Regions from separate parts of the Mus musculus genome. Here region 1 is linked to region 2. Evidence: chromatin contacts called from public HiChIP or PLAC-seq data. All regions are on one chromosome and are shown on one strand. The core of a region is the stretch at or near the end of the contact, and the rest is flanking DNA. Distances in the headings are between cores, read along the strand shown.

Evidence for each region. HiChIP or PLAC-seq counts read pairs in DNA pulled down with a chosen protein or histone mark.
Region 1: a CTCF HiChIP or PLAC-seq map of pro-B cells shows a contact between it and region 2, with 6 times the contacts expected there. The contact joins two enhancer-like sites. A contact is called at or near these places in 2 of 15 datasets of contacts at CTCF or cohesin (large pre-B cells and pro-B cells), 3 of 484 Hi-C or Micro-C datasets (Th1 cells, embryonic fibroblasts and stem cell-derived cardiac mesoderm), 8 of 115 datasets of contacts at active chromatin or transcription factors (the 230-238 cell line, the HPC-7 cell line, bone marrow-derived macrophages and 4 more) and 1 of 9 other capture datasets (embryonic stem cells).

The regions. Positions count from the first base shown.
Region 1 is chr14:74,928,057-74,934,040 of GRCm38.p6, forward strand. All of the region lies in intron 1 of Lrch1 (leucine-rich repeats and calponin homology (CH) domain containing 1), which reads right to left. Among named protein-coding and RNA genes, the nearest start is that of Gm10847, 8.9 kb to the left of the region's middle. Within about 2 kb of position 1,350, at least 56 of the 459 cell types and tissues checked have an H3K27ac peak or open chromatin away from gene starts, as enhancers often do. A contact at or near this core is called in bone marrow-derived macrophages and pro-B cells, where this site is marked.
Region 2 is chr14:74,760,959-74,766,776 of GRCm38.p6, forward strand. All of the region lies in intron 18 of Lrch1 (leucine-rich repeats and calponin homology (CH) domain containing 1), which reads right to left. Among named protein-coding and RNA genes, the nearest start is that of Esd, 32 kb to the left of the region's middle. Within about 2 kb of position 3,408, at least 14 of the 459 cell types and tissues checked have an H3K27ac peak or open chromatin away from gene starts, as enhancers often do. A contact at or near this core is called in bone marrow-derived macrophages and pro-B cells, where this site is marked.

The DNA of each region.
Region 1 (5,984 bases), core at 100-2,599, 170 kb after region 2:
TGACAAATGCCAAACACCTTATTTTATGGAAGTTAAAAAGAAAGACTGCCAAGTATTGTTAGTCCCTTCAAAGGACAGCAGTCCTGGCAGCTGGCAAAGATGACCGGGATGCACTTGTCCACTTTAGGACCTGATTTTACAAAACTGGCTGCTATTAGATCTCAAAGACACCAGAGCTCAGTTGGTACCTGTAGCTCCCCCCAGCACCTCTGACCCTGCCCCAACCCCGAACTCTCCAGCTCAGAGACTGGGCTTCCCTTCCTAGGATCCCTACAACCTCAGCCACTCTGGCTACCGGTCTTCTGGTGTCTTGGTCACCTGGCTTGCTCCTGGCCTCCCTCTTGGCTCCTGCTTCCTCTCTCTTCCCCTCTCACCACTCCACCTCAGATGCCTCAGGCTATTCTCTCCTTCATATCCACAATAAACCTCTCTTCAGCCACACCTAGGAGCAGCTATAGCCTCAATTTTCATTCAGCTAGCATATATGGGAAAGTCGCATCCTTTCATCCATTTCAAACTATGCTTAGAAGATTATCATGTACACAAGATGACATAACAGTTAAGGACACTTGTTGAGTTTGATACCCATCCCCTCAACCATTTATCCCAGAGCCACAAGGCAGAAAGACAGAACTGACTTCTGCAGGTTGTCCTCTGACCTCTCCACCAGCACCATGGTGGTGTAGGCATACCCACACATAGACATGTAAATAAATGAATGAAAAACCTTAAAAGATGGAGTCTCTCCTCTACCATGTCCCATGTGCATGAATAACTACAAAAATTAGGAGATATATTAAGGAGGGTTTTAGCAGTAACTAGGCTGGAGCAAGAAGGATATTGCCAACCATCCAGGCAATCTGAACTCATGAGCACCCCAACCCCACCCCCACCCCGAGGTCCCTCAGATGATGTGGTCAGACGTTCTCTCAGAAAGTGAAAGACTGAGCAAAAGTGGAAGTCTTTCATGCAGAGGTGCCAGAGCTTGCCCAAGTCGGTCTATTAGGTAGTGGTAAAGGATTATAAACAGGGCTGAGGAGATGGCTCAGACTGTAAAATGCTTGTCCTGACTTCAATCCCCAGGACCCATATAAAAATGGCACACGTGCTGACGTGTGTTCATAATCCTAGCTCTGGGGAGGTGAAGATGGGTGGATGCTAGGGCTCACTGGCCAGCCAGAGGCGTCTAACCAGCAAGCTTCAGGCCAACCCTGTAATAGGATGACCAGAGACTGAGTAATGCCTGATGGTGTCCTCTGGCTTCCACACAGATGTGATACACAAACACACTTGAAGGGGCACATATGCATACATACGTGTACACACACACACACACACACACACACACACACAGTCTACCCACGGAGGGAAGTGGTCTGAGACCCAGAGTCACCACAGAAAATACACAGAACCCAGAACCTATAAAGCCACTTTGGAAAGACCAGGGCTACCTGACTTCAATGGACTCCTCAGGGACAGGCTGGAAGGGCTCGGACAAGCATTCAGAACTCCCACTGTGTGAGGGAAGCTATCCTATCTTCGTTAACATACCAACTCAAGAAAGCAGTCAGTCAGTCTTCTCAGCTGCCAACCAAGTTTCATAAAACAGATCATATTTCAACACATTCCCTCTCATAAATGTGTGGCATAATACAGCAACAGGGCAAGGCAGTGTGGGGGTTCCTCCATCTTGTATTCTTGCTGAAGCCATTTCAGCTTTAACTAGAATCTGATCTTTCTGATGGAGAATCCCGTGGCAAATTACCCAACTCCATTCTAGGACCTGAGGTTAAGATGGCCCAGCTAACTTACCTTAGCTTCTGTTAAACTGCTTGCTTGTGCAGGACCTCCTCCAGCTAACAGTTTATCTTAGCTTCTGTTAAACTTCATGCTTCTAAGAAGCCCCTGCAGCTGCTGAATGAGATAACAGAAGGTAGGTTTTGTCTTTAAAAGCCCCTTGATCTAAATGCTCAGGGCTATACTCTAGGTCTGAGTACCTGAGTGTAATCCCAGCTGCTGGAATAAAGACTTTCAATTGGCTGTCACCTGGGTGGGACTGACCGTCTCTAATGGGCTCCTGGTAACAATACCGGAGAAAGTTGGCCACAGTTACCAGAAAGCATTATCTGAACCACAGCTAAAACTGTAATTAATTTGGATATATCAAGGCTTCCTAAACACAAACACACACACACACATACACACACACACACACACACACACACACACACACACACACACACACACACACACACATCTACTTTAAACTGCATGCTGAGATTACCATCCACTCCTCTGAGGGAACTATGCAAAAAGAGAAAGATGCCTCCCTTTAAATTACGTTCAAATTGCAAACCAACAGAATGCCAGGGGTTTTGCAGTGCTAGGACTTGAACCCCAGAGCCCTTGCATGTTAGCACTCTACCACCGAGATCACTCTACCCTCTGGCACACTTACAAGGTTTTCTTTTGTCTTTAGGGTAGTACTGTGGTCTGAATCACATATACTAGGAAATACCACTGAGTTACATCTTCAGCCCTTTTTATTACTTTCTATTTTGAGACAGGGTCTTCCTAACTAGACCAGGTTGGTTTTGAACTAAATCTATGGCAAAGGCTAGTCATGAATTAGCAATCCCCGTGTCTCAACCTCCTTAACGGCTGAGACTTAAAGTCTACTTTACCAGGCCTGGCTCCACACTTAAAAAGGTTTTAAATGTAACCAAGCAAATGTGCTAAGTAAGACACACATTTTAATAGATCAAATCAATAATTCTTGTTACCTAAAAATGGCAGCTTTCAGGCAGGCGATGGTGGGGCATGCCTTTAATCCTAACAGAGGCAGGTGGATCTCTGTCTCAAAAAAACAAGATAGGAAGGAAGGAAGGAAGGAAGGAAGGAAGGAAGGAAGGAAAGGAAAGGGAAGGGAAGGGAAGGGAAGGGAAAGGAAAGGAAAGGAAAGGAAAGGAAAGGAAAGGAAAGGAAAGGAAAGGAAAGGAAAGGAAAGGAAAGGAAAGGAAAGGAAAGGAAAGGAAAGGAAAGGAAAGGAAAGGAAAGGAAAGGAAAGGAAAGAAAAGGAAAGGAAGGAAGGAAAGGAAGGCAGGCAGGCAGGCTTGCTTCATAAAATAGGTACTTGTCTCTTGTAATGTTCTGGGTCCTCAACTTCTTGGTCTCCAACCAAAATGACACTTGTTCATTTCTCATTAGAGAGATTAAAGTCTAGTCAGATGCCAATGAAAGGATCAAAAAAGTTAGATTATATACTCTAGTAGGAAACATTGACGTCCAAGCAAATAAACAACATATGCCTACATTTTTCTTCTTTCCCCCTTTACAAAATGTCTGTTTCAAGTCATTACAGTTGGAAGTTTTGAATACATCTTTTTTTTTTTAACTTCCTTTAGAATTTTTACTTCCTTTAGAATTCATTTCTTACAAAAGGAGTTGGAGGCACACAAGGGGGAGGCTCTGGCTGGATTCTTCTCAGCTTGTACATGGTCACTCTGCACACTGCTTCGGATCGGTACAGGAAGTCATGCAAGAATCATAGTCTGGGATGGACTCCAGCATCTCTGCTACCCAAAGGCTCATCTGTCACAGTGCCCTAGGTCCGGGTCTCCTAAGCAATGCCTCCCTCCCTCTCATCCACTCCTCCAGTGACCCCAAAGCGAAGGATGCTCCGTAGCTTCTTCAAGAGCTGAGCTCCAAGTCGTTACCACATTTTCTTGTTCAGAGCGTACTTGGATCATTTGAGTTCCCTTCTCAGAAACAAAGATGTTGGGCGACCTGGGAACCAAGTAGGGACCATGCTAAGTATCCAGGAACCACATGTGATCTTGCTTAACACAAAGTGCCCCCTTGGCTTTCCTTAACAAAATCTTGGGTGAGGGAGGGATGTGAGACATCTTGGAGGGGGATATAATGGCAGCAAAGGCAAAACAGAAGTGACAGGTTTGAGGTCAGCCAAGTACTCCCAGACTCTACTATCCTTGTCCCAACTTCAATTCCCCAGACTAAAGAGCTGACCGCAGCAGCCTGCTCCTCCATATACCATATGGATCAGGAATGCAGCCCCAAGATGCACAGAACCCAGGGCTCATTCCCTCAGGATACCTTTGTCAAATCAACCAAAGGCCACTGTCGAGCTGAGGACCAGTTGGAAAACAAAACACAAAAGCCCATAAAACATGGTTCTGACTGTCCCAGAACCAGCAGTATAACTCAAGAAAGACTGGATGTGGAATGTCGCCACCTACTTCCACCTTCCCAAGTCTGTCAGGAGAACAGAAACAGCGCCTCCACACACCGCCAGCTCACACAACCCAACCGTTGCGTGTATTAAGATTACTTGGTTAATGTCACAATATTTTCTAGGAAGCAAATCTTCCCGTGTCTTAGAAGACTGAGTATCTTCTCCGCAGGTGCCTCATAACAGCAAATTCTGTGCCGACTGTTGATCGACAGGACACACGCCGACTATCATTGACTCTTCACAAGAACCCAGAGGATCACAGTGCTCCTTTTACAGTAAGGAAACTGAGGCGCAGGAAATGACGTGCTGTGCCCTTCGCAGCTGGATGAAGTCCTGACAGCTTGAGTTCTCCGGCACTGTGCCTATGACAGGCTGGCACTTTCCAAGCCCTGAATGATGAACAGAGCCATTTGTACTCCATGGGGCACCCTATGGCACATCTGCTGAGCTCTAGTCACCTACCCTATGGCAAATCTGCTGAGCTCTATCTAGTGTGCACCCTGGTGACTCTACAGAGGATCCAAGCAGGAAAGGGATTTTTGGTTTTCTTCTTTTGTTTTCTGTTTTTTGGTTGGTTGGTTGGTTTGATTTGGATTGGTTTGGTTTGGTTTTGGTTTTTTGTTTGTTTTTCAAGACAGGATTTTTCTGTGTAGCTTGGCTGTCCTGGAACTCTCCTTGTAAACTAGGCTGGCCTTGTACTCAGAGATCTGCCTGCCTCTGCCTCCTGAGTGCTGGGATTAAAAAATGTGTGCCAATATACCCGGCCAGCATTTTTGTTTTTAGCAAATTTACAAATATCACCATTAAAGACACTGAATAACTTCCCTCCAGCTCTAAAATTTGTAATTTGTTAGATAACAAATATGAGAAAGAAAGGAAATAAGCATAGTAGCACACGCTTGCAATCCTAACACCGAGAGTACAGTGAGTTTAAAGACACTGTACTGGTAAGACCTGCATTATGAATGAATGAATGAATGAATGAATGAATGAATGAATGAGGAAATATATAAATCCAGGACTTCTGCCTGGCAGCCTGAGTGTCAGAGACAACTCAAGGCCCTGACTTGTGGCAGTTTTAGAAGCCCACACCACTGTGGAGAGAAATCCAGCTTAGGCCCACTGATCAAGGAGCCTAGAATGGGGTGGAGACAGAGACCCTCTAAGGTCTCTGGGCATAGCTGGGCATAGCTAGAAGAATGACCTTCCAGAGGCAAAAAAAAAAAAAAAAAAAATCCTGCTTCACAGGTTGATGACCATGTCACAGAACTCAGAGTATCCCTTCAAAATGCAGCTGTGTGTCTCAAGAGAAATAATGAGTCAGTAAGATAAATGTCACCCAAGGATGGGGACCAGAGTTCAATCCTCAGAACCACATAAAAAGCCAGGTGCCAGTCTGTAATCCCAGTGTTGGAGAAGATGGAGACAGGAGGAAAGTTGGGGTTTACTGGCAACCAATCTAGCCTAATTGGTGACCGTCAGAACAGAAAAAGACCATGCCTGTAAAAGAAAATGGTGAACCGGTCCTGAGGAAGCTCAACTCAAGGTTGACATCTGTCCTGCACAAAGGCACGCACACACAGACACCCATGCATCCACATACACAAGAAAAGAAGAAGAAAGAATTAACTATGAACATGAAGGCTGGCATCTGCTAGCATTTAATGGGCCTTCCTGGGTTGGTAAGGGAACTAAATCATTGCTTTCACAGGAAACCTGGAAGAGCGAATCC
Region 2 (5,818 bases), core at 2,158-4,657:
ACTCTTCTGAGCCATAGCAAATAGGATTAGGAAAGGCAGGCCAGCCATAGAAAAATAATGCTAACTGTGGGGGAAAAGGCTGGACTGCTTGTCACACGGGCTCTTCTCTCCCTGAAACTTTTTTTTTTTCGAGACAGGGTTTCTCTGTGTAGCCCTGGCTGTCCTGGAACTCACTCTGTAGACCAGGCTGGCCTCAAACTCAGAAATCTGCCTGCCTCTGCCTCCGACTCCCGAGTGCTGGGATTAAAGGCGTGCGCCACCACGCCCGGCTCTCCCTGAAACTTTTTATGATGGTTATATGGAGCCTTCCCTACTTCTAGGCCAGCCACTGGAGCCACTGGTCTACGACAAAGTCCTTCACACCAGCTCATTTCCCTTGGTTCAGCCTTTTTTTTTTTTTTTTTTTTTTAAATAAAATATTCTGTGACTGAATTGTGTGGAGCTTAACTGTGTGTTATCTTAATGCATATGAATGCAAAGGTCTAGCTCTGCCCCCAGGGTCAATCTCCTGCTAATTCTTCCACTATTCTTCATATCGCAGCCAGGCCACTCGCCAGCCCCTTCCTCCCACTGCCTTGCCACTCACGCCTAGCTTACACATCTCTAATCTTAGTGCAGATATTACTGCTTCGGGGATCTGCATGGACCCTCATGAATGCCACGCCCTCTTTCTATGTGTTTCACAGAATTCGGTAATTGACCCATCTCAGGCCCTTCTCAAGGAAACCCTCTTTGCTTTCTAAGAAGCCATTTGGTTGAGGGTCTACAAACTAGGACCTTCAAGCCAGTCCGATTCCTCCTCTATTCTTTGTGAATAAAGTTTTATTGGCACTCAGACCAGCTCCCTGGTTCATATATCCTGTATGGTGGCATCCGTGCTTTAATGACAAGCTGGTTGGTTGCAACAGAGACCATCATCCTAAAAATCATAAAGTATGCTGACACCTGGTCTGGACTACAAACTTTCGGAGGATGGGGACCTGGATCTTGAACACTATTTTATCTGCAGCACCTCCCATAGGGCCAGTACACAGCGCACGTTCAATACATGAGGAATAACTGAATGAACCAAGTATGAACAACACTGCTGGAAAAGCCAAGGGCAGGAAGGAAAGTAGATTGCACGGACCCCCTACCCAAAGGGTTGCCTGTTGAAAGGTAATTTTGAAGTCTCAAACCTAGCCTTTAAAACCAAAGCCCGTGAAAGATGATTATATTAAATTATTCTTCAGGAGATGGAGACACAAAGCCAAGGCCCTGGGTGCACTTCTCAGCACCCAAACGTTTTTACCTAAACTATAAACACTTTACCTGCCTCAGACTCCTAAAATTTTAACTCATACTGGGACTGATGTGAATTCAGAAGATAACTAAACAATACAAATAGCATTGTGATACTAAGTGTATTTAAAAACCCCACTCAGTTGACCTGCTTGGGATTCAACAAGGATTTTTTTCTTTTTTTTTTTTCTTTTTTTTTTTTTTTTACTGGTCCCCTTTTTGTAGTGTTAAGGACAATGAAGTGGTTTGGGCCTGAAATCCTGAAGGAGCCATGAAAATTGACGGTCATATACATTTTGGAAATTCTCACCCTACGTGGAACATTTTCTACCCATTGCAGGAGTAGAAGGGATACCTCACAAATGGCTACTGCAAAATGGAAATGTAAACAGCTGTTTCTCTTTATCACGTATTTGAAGGAAATACTTTAAAAACACTCTTTCTTAAAAGAAGATGGGGCCCTGGTATGCGGGACAAATCACACAACTGAATCCCTGAAGGAAGATTAGTCAGGTGTCCCCAGCTGTGTGGCAATGGCCGGTATCCCATAAGCTTGTGAGCTGCTGTCTGGAACTGCGGAGGAGCACCACAGAGAGGCCCAGTGTTCCAACCAGAAATTAACGGTTTGCTTACAATAAGCAAAATGACCCACTCGAAGTGGTGCCTGAAGGGTTGAGTTGATTATGCTCTGGGAGTGACCATACTAGATAATGAAAAATATCACACAGCAACCCCCACGGAGAGCAGCACATTCGATGTAAATTAAGGACATGGAAGATGAAAAGCATAGCCAGGGCATCCTTGGGATGCCAGAGGAGAAATATTCGGGAAGCTACCATTGAAGATCAATCTAATCTCATGGGACTGTTTTACTCACTTGATGTTTATTGATGCTATTTTTTTTCCTTGAGCCAGCAAACTAGCACGTTTTCTCAATTCTCCTTTTGCCCACCATTAAGAAGATGGAAACAAACAAACTGTGGCAAACACTGAAAGAAAGTCCCCATGCATGGCAGAGCTGGGTAGAAATGCCAAGAATCATTCTGGGCACCCAGGAATAAATGCACCAACAGGCCAAGAAAAAAATAAAAAGCTTGGATTAATCACCCAATTGTGTTTATTAAGCAATTTACGGCTCAGGGTGGTCACCAGACACTGTACAAAGGGATTTTATTGTTACAGAAAAGTACAAGATAGCACCAAAGACGACTCATAACTCTGTGGCTTTCAGACACAACTCACATCACGAACCCTGTATTCACCATCAACACAATGCTGGGAGGAAGAGGCTCAGACAATCTAACATCTTATGGCATAAAGAATGCTTTCTGTTTTTTGTTTTAAAATCATATCTGATTTAGCAGCAAAGATTCTATAAATATAACCCTTCAAGTATGGAGGCATCTCAGAATCTCATCTCCCCTGTTCTCATGAATATGTTCAGAAAAATATGATAATCTTCATAGCAGCCATATCTGAGGAACGTTCATATCTCAGCAAACTGGACATTTATCTTGACGGCATTAACACCACCACCTTCCCAACACGAGAAGCAGTGTTCGGCAAGAAGGATATAAAAGGAAGCCGACAATGTGGCTGGAGCTTGCAGCAGGGCCTTCTCACATTGTAAAGAGGCTTCCAGAGACTCAGCAAGATATGGGCCAACATGATTAGAGTCTAACATTTCTTCCTTTAACCACAAAAAGAAGCACTTTGCCCCAAAAGCTGAGAGGCCGATACGCAAGCCTTTAAAAACGGACTTAAAAATAAACAGTTGGATCATTAATATTACTAAAAATCAAAGGCCAAATGGACATTCAAAGTAAATGGGGAAAAACATTCATCTAAAATAAGAGCGATCTTATCATCTGCTGCTATAGTAACCCAAGGCCCCTGGTGCTAAGAGTGTTCCAGGATCCATAGACTTATTTGAAACTGAAGAGTCAAATGCATCACATTCTGGGTCTGCAGTTATTCAATATACCAAGAAAGTAAAGCGACCCCGTCACATTATGCAAAAATAGAAATCCCTTCTATAAAACCCTTTTCTCAGCTTCAGAACACCACCTAATAAAAAGGAAAAGCGGGCTAAGCAGATCCACCAGGTGGCGCTCTAACAGGAAGGCACTTCCCCAGATTAGGCCTGCAGAGGGCACAGAGGGCATGCTCTGGTGGACATTGGCTGCAATCCTCCTGGGTGCCCTTCACAAGCCCCTTGCAGCAAACAGGGAGGACTCCAACTAACCAGCCAGCAAAGCAGTCATTCTCCAGATACGACTTCTCAGCTTGGTCAGCAATGGTACCATTAGAGATGTTTATAAATTAGACTGAGCCCAAATGCTGGCTTTTCTCTGCAAGGCAACCCCTCTACAGATCAACTGCCAGTCCTGAATTAGGACCAGAATCAAGTATCAAGACTCCTGTATGCTAACCCCACCCTGTTCCTGTCCTGGTTCTCCTTACCTCCTGCACAGAGCAGAGGCTCATGGGAGAGAGCAGGACCTACAGGAGCATCGCTGCCCACACCACGAGTGTGAAGGAGTATGAGGTATGCACTGACAGGCTTTGTCGCTGTCGCTGTCGCTTTTAGTTAAATGCAAAAAATTACCCAGTGGGAACTGTATTCTACAAAGTTTGTGCTTCAGGAAAAATCTGGCTTATAAATGTTCAGTTTCAAAACTCGACAGCTAACTGAAGAGATGACAGGGATGGGAGAGTCTGCAAGGCAAAGGCTCCAATGGGGGGAGGAGCTGGGCTGGACCAGGATGCCAGAGCAGAGCGTTTGGATGCGCATGCAGGAGTTAGGCAGACAGAGCATTCCAGCGGTAAGCGATATAGACCAGTACTATAAGGAGAACATGGATAAGACAGAAGCCTATAAGGTCCCTGGAGCGGAGGGCAGAAGTTGACTGTGGGGGTTTCTCCCCGAGGGCCAGCAGAGTGTCAACAGTCTTTCGAATGTGACGAAAATCCAACTGCAGGATGTCATACGGAGAGCACAGGTCGGCCTAATCCGAGGGCAGCCATTAGAACAGAAAGAGAGTGCATACAATTAACACCACACGGAAGAAGCACCGGAAAGAAGCACACATTTCTGCTTACTAGCAAATAGCAGGAGTCAACCCTTACTTCAAGTTCTTAAGTCCATGACAAAAGTAGAGCCCCCAGTGAGCCCTATGTAAACTGGACAGGAACCTCCATCCACCATCACACCCCACCACCGCAGGCTGTGCAATGTGCACACTGCTCTTGAATTGGAACAGTCTTAATATTCAAGTGGCCTTATGTGCTCCAAGTGGCATTATGTGCACATCAGTGGCACAAAAGTGTGAGCTTTTCATTCATCACACCTAGAGCTTAAACATTACTAAGGGAAAAATACAAAATCTAAAGTTGAATCTCCAATCCTCTTTTCTTTTCTCTTTTCCTTTCTTTTTTCTTTTCTTTTCTCTTCTTTTCTTTTCTTCTGGAGTCAGGGCTTCATGGTATAGTTCAGAATGGCCTCAAATTCAAGAGCCTCCAAACTTGCCTTCGGGGCCCTGGGATGATATAACAGAAGAGTCTAAAGGAGGCTTCTGAGATGTGCAGTAGGAAAGCCTGGCACATAATAGGTTATTATCTAAATCCCTTCACTACTCTTCAAAGACAGCAGGATGCCTCTGCTCCCATGTTTTATCTCTACTTATGTGGAATTTATGTGTCATAATTGGCTGTTGAGATTTCTGGGCAGCCCTCACAGCCTGCTGCTATCAGGATTCAGCTTCCATATGCACTGAGTTTGCAAACCAGGAGGTGGCCTGGAACTTACTATGTAGACCAAGCTGGCCTTGAACTCACAGAGATCTGCCTGCCTCTGCCTTGAGAACTGGGATTAAAAGGTATGTACTACTGCCAAGTCTGAACCAGGATTTTAAGTCATGGAGTTCAAAATTAATAGGAATTATAACTGATATGCCAGTAAGAAAGATAAGTTGTATTTTGCTTTCAACTTAAAGATTGACAATATCTGTGACATATTTCACAAATACAATTTCCAAGTGAGCAAAGCATTTAAAATGCATATTATATGTATATATACTTTTAAATATTTTGCTGGGGTATTAGCTTTTTATTGTAACTTCCTTGTTAAGTACAGCAATCTCAAATGAAAGGCTACTCTGAGTCCAAGGGCTCATGTTGCCTGTATCCTCTGGGTTCAGCCTGATACCCTCAGGTAAAATACCAGGTGGGCTGATGATAATGGAAATCCTTTATGATGGTAGGATAATTTAAAGATTTATATGTGCAAGCTCTCTCTCTCCCTCCTTGCCTCTCTCTCTCTCTCCCTCTCTCTCTCTCTCTCTCTCTCTCTCTCTCTCTCTCTCTCTCACACACACACACACACACACACACACACACACACACACACACACCAGAAGAGGGTAGTGGATGCCTTGGAGTAGAAGCTAGTGGCTTGGGTCCTGGGAACAGAACTCAGGCTCTCCTAAAGAGCAGTTAGTGCTCTTAACCAATAGACCATCTCTCCAGCACCAACAAG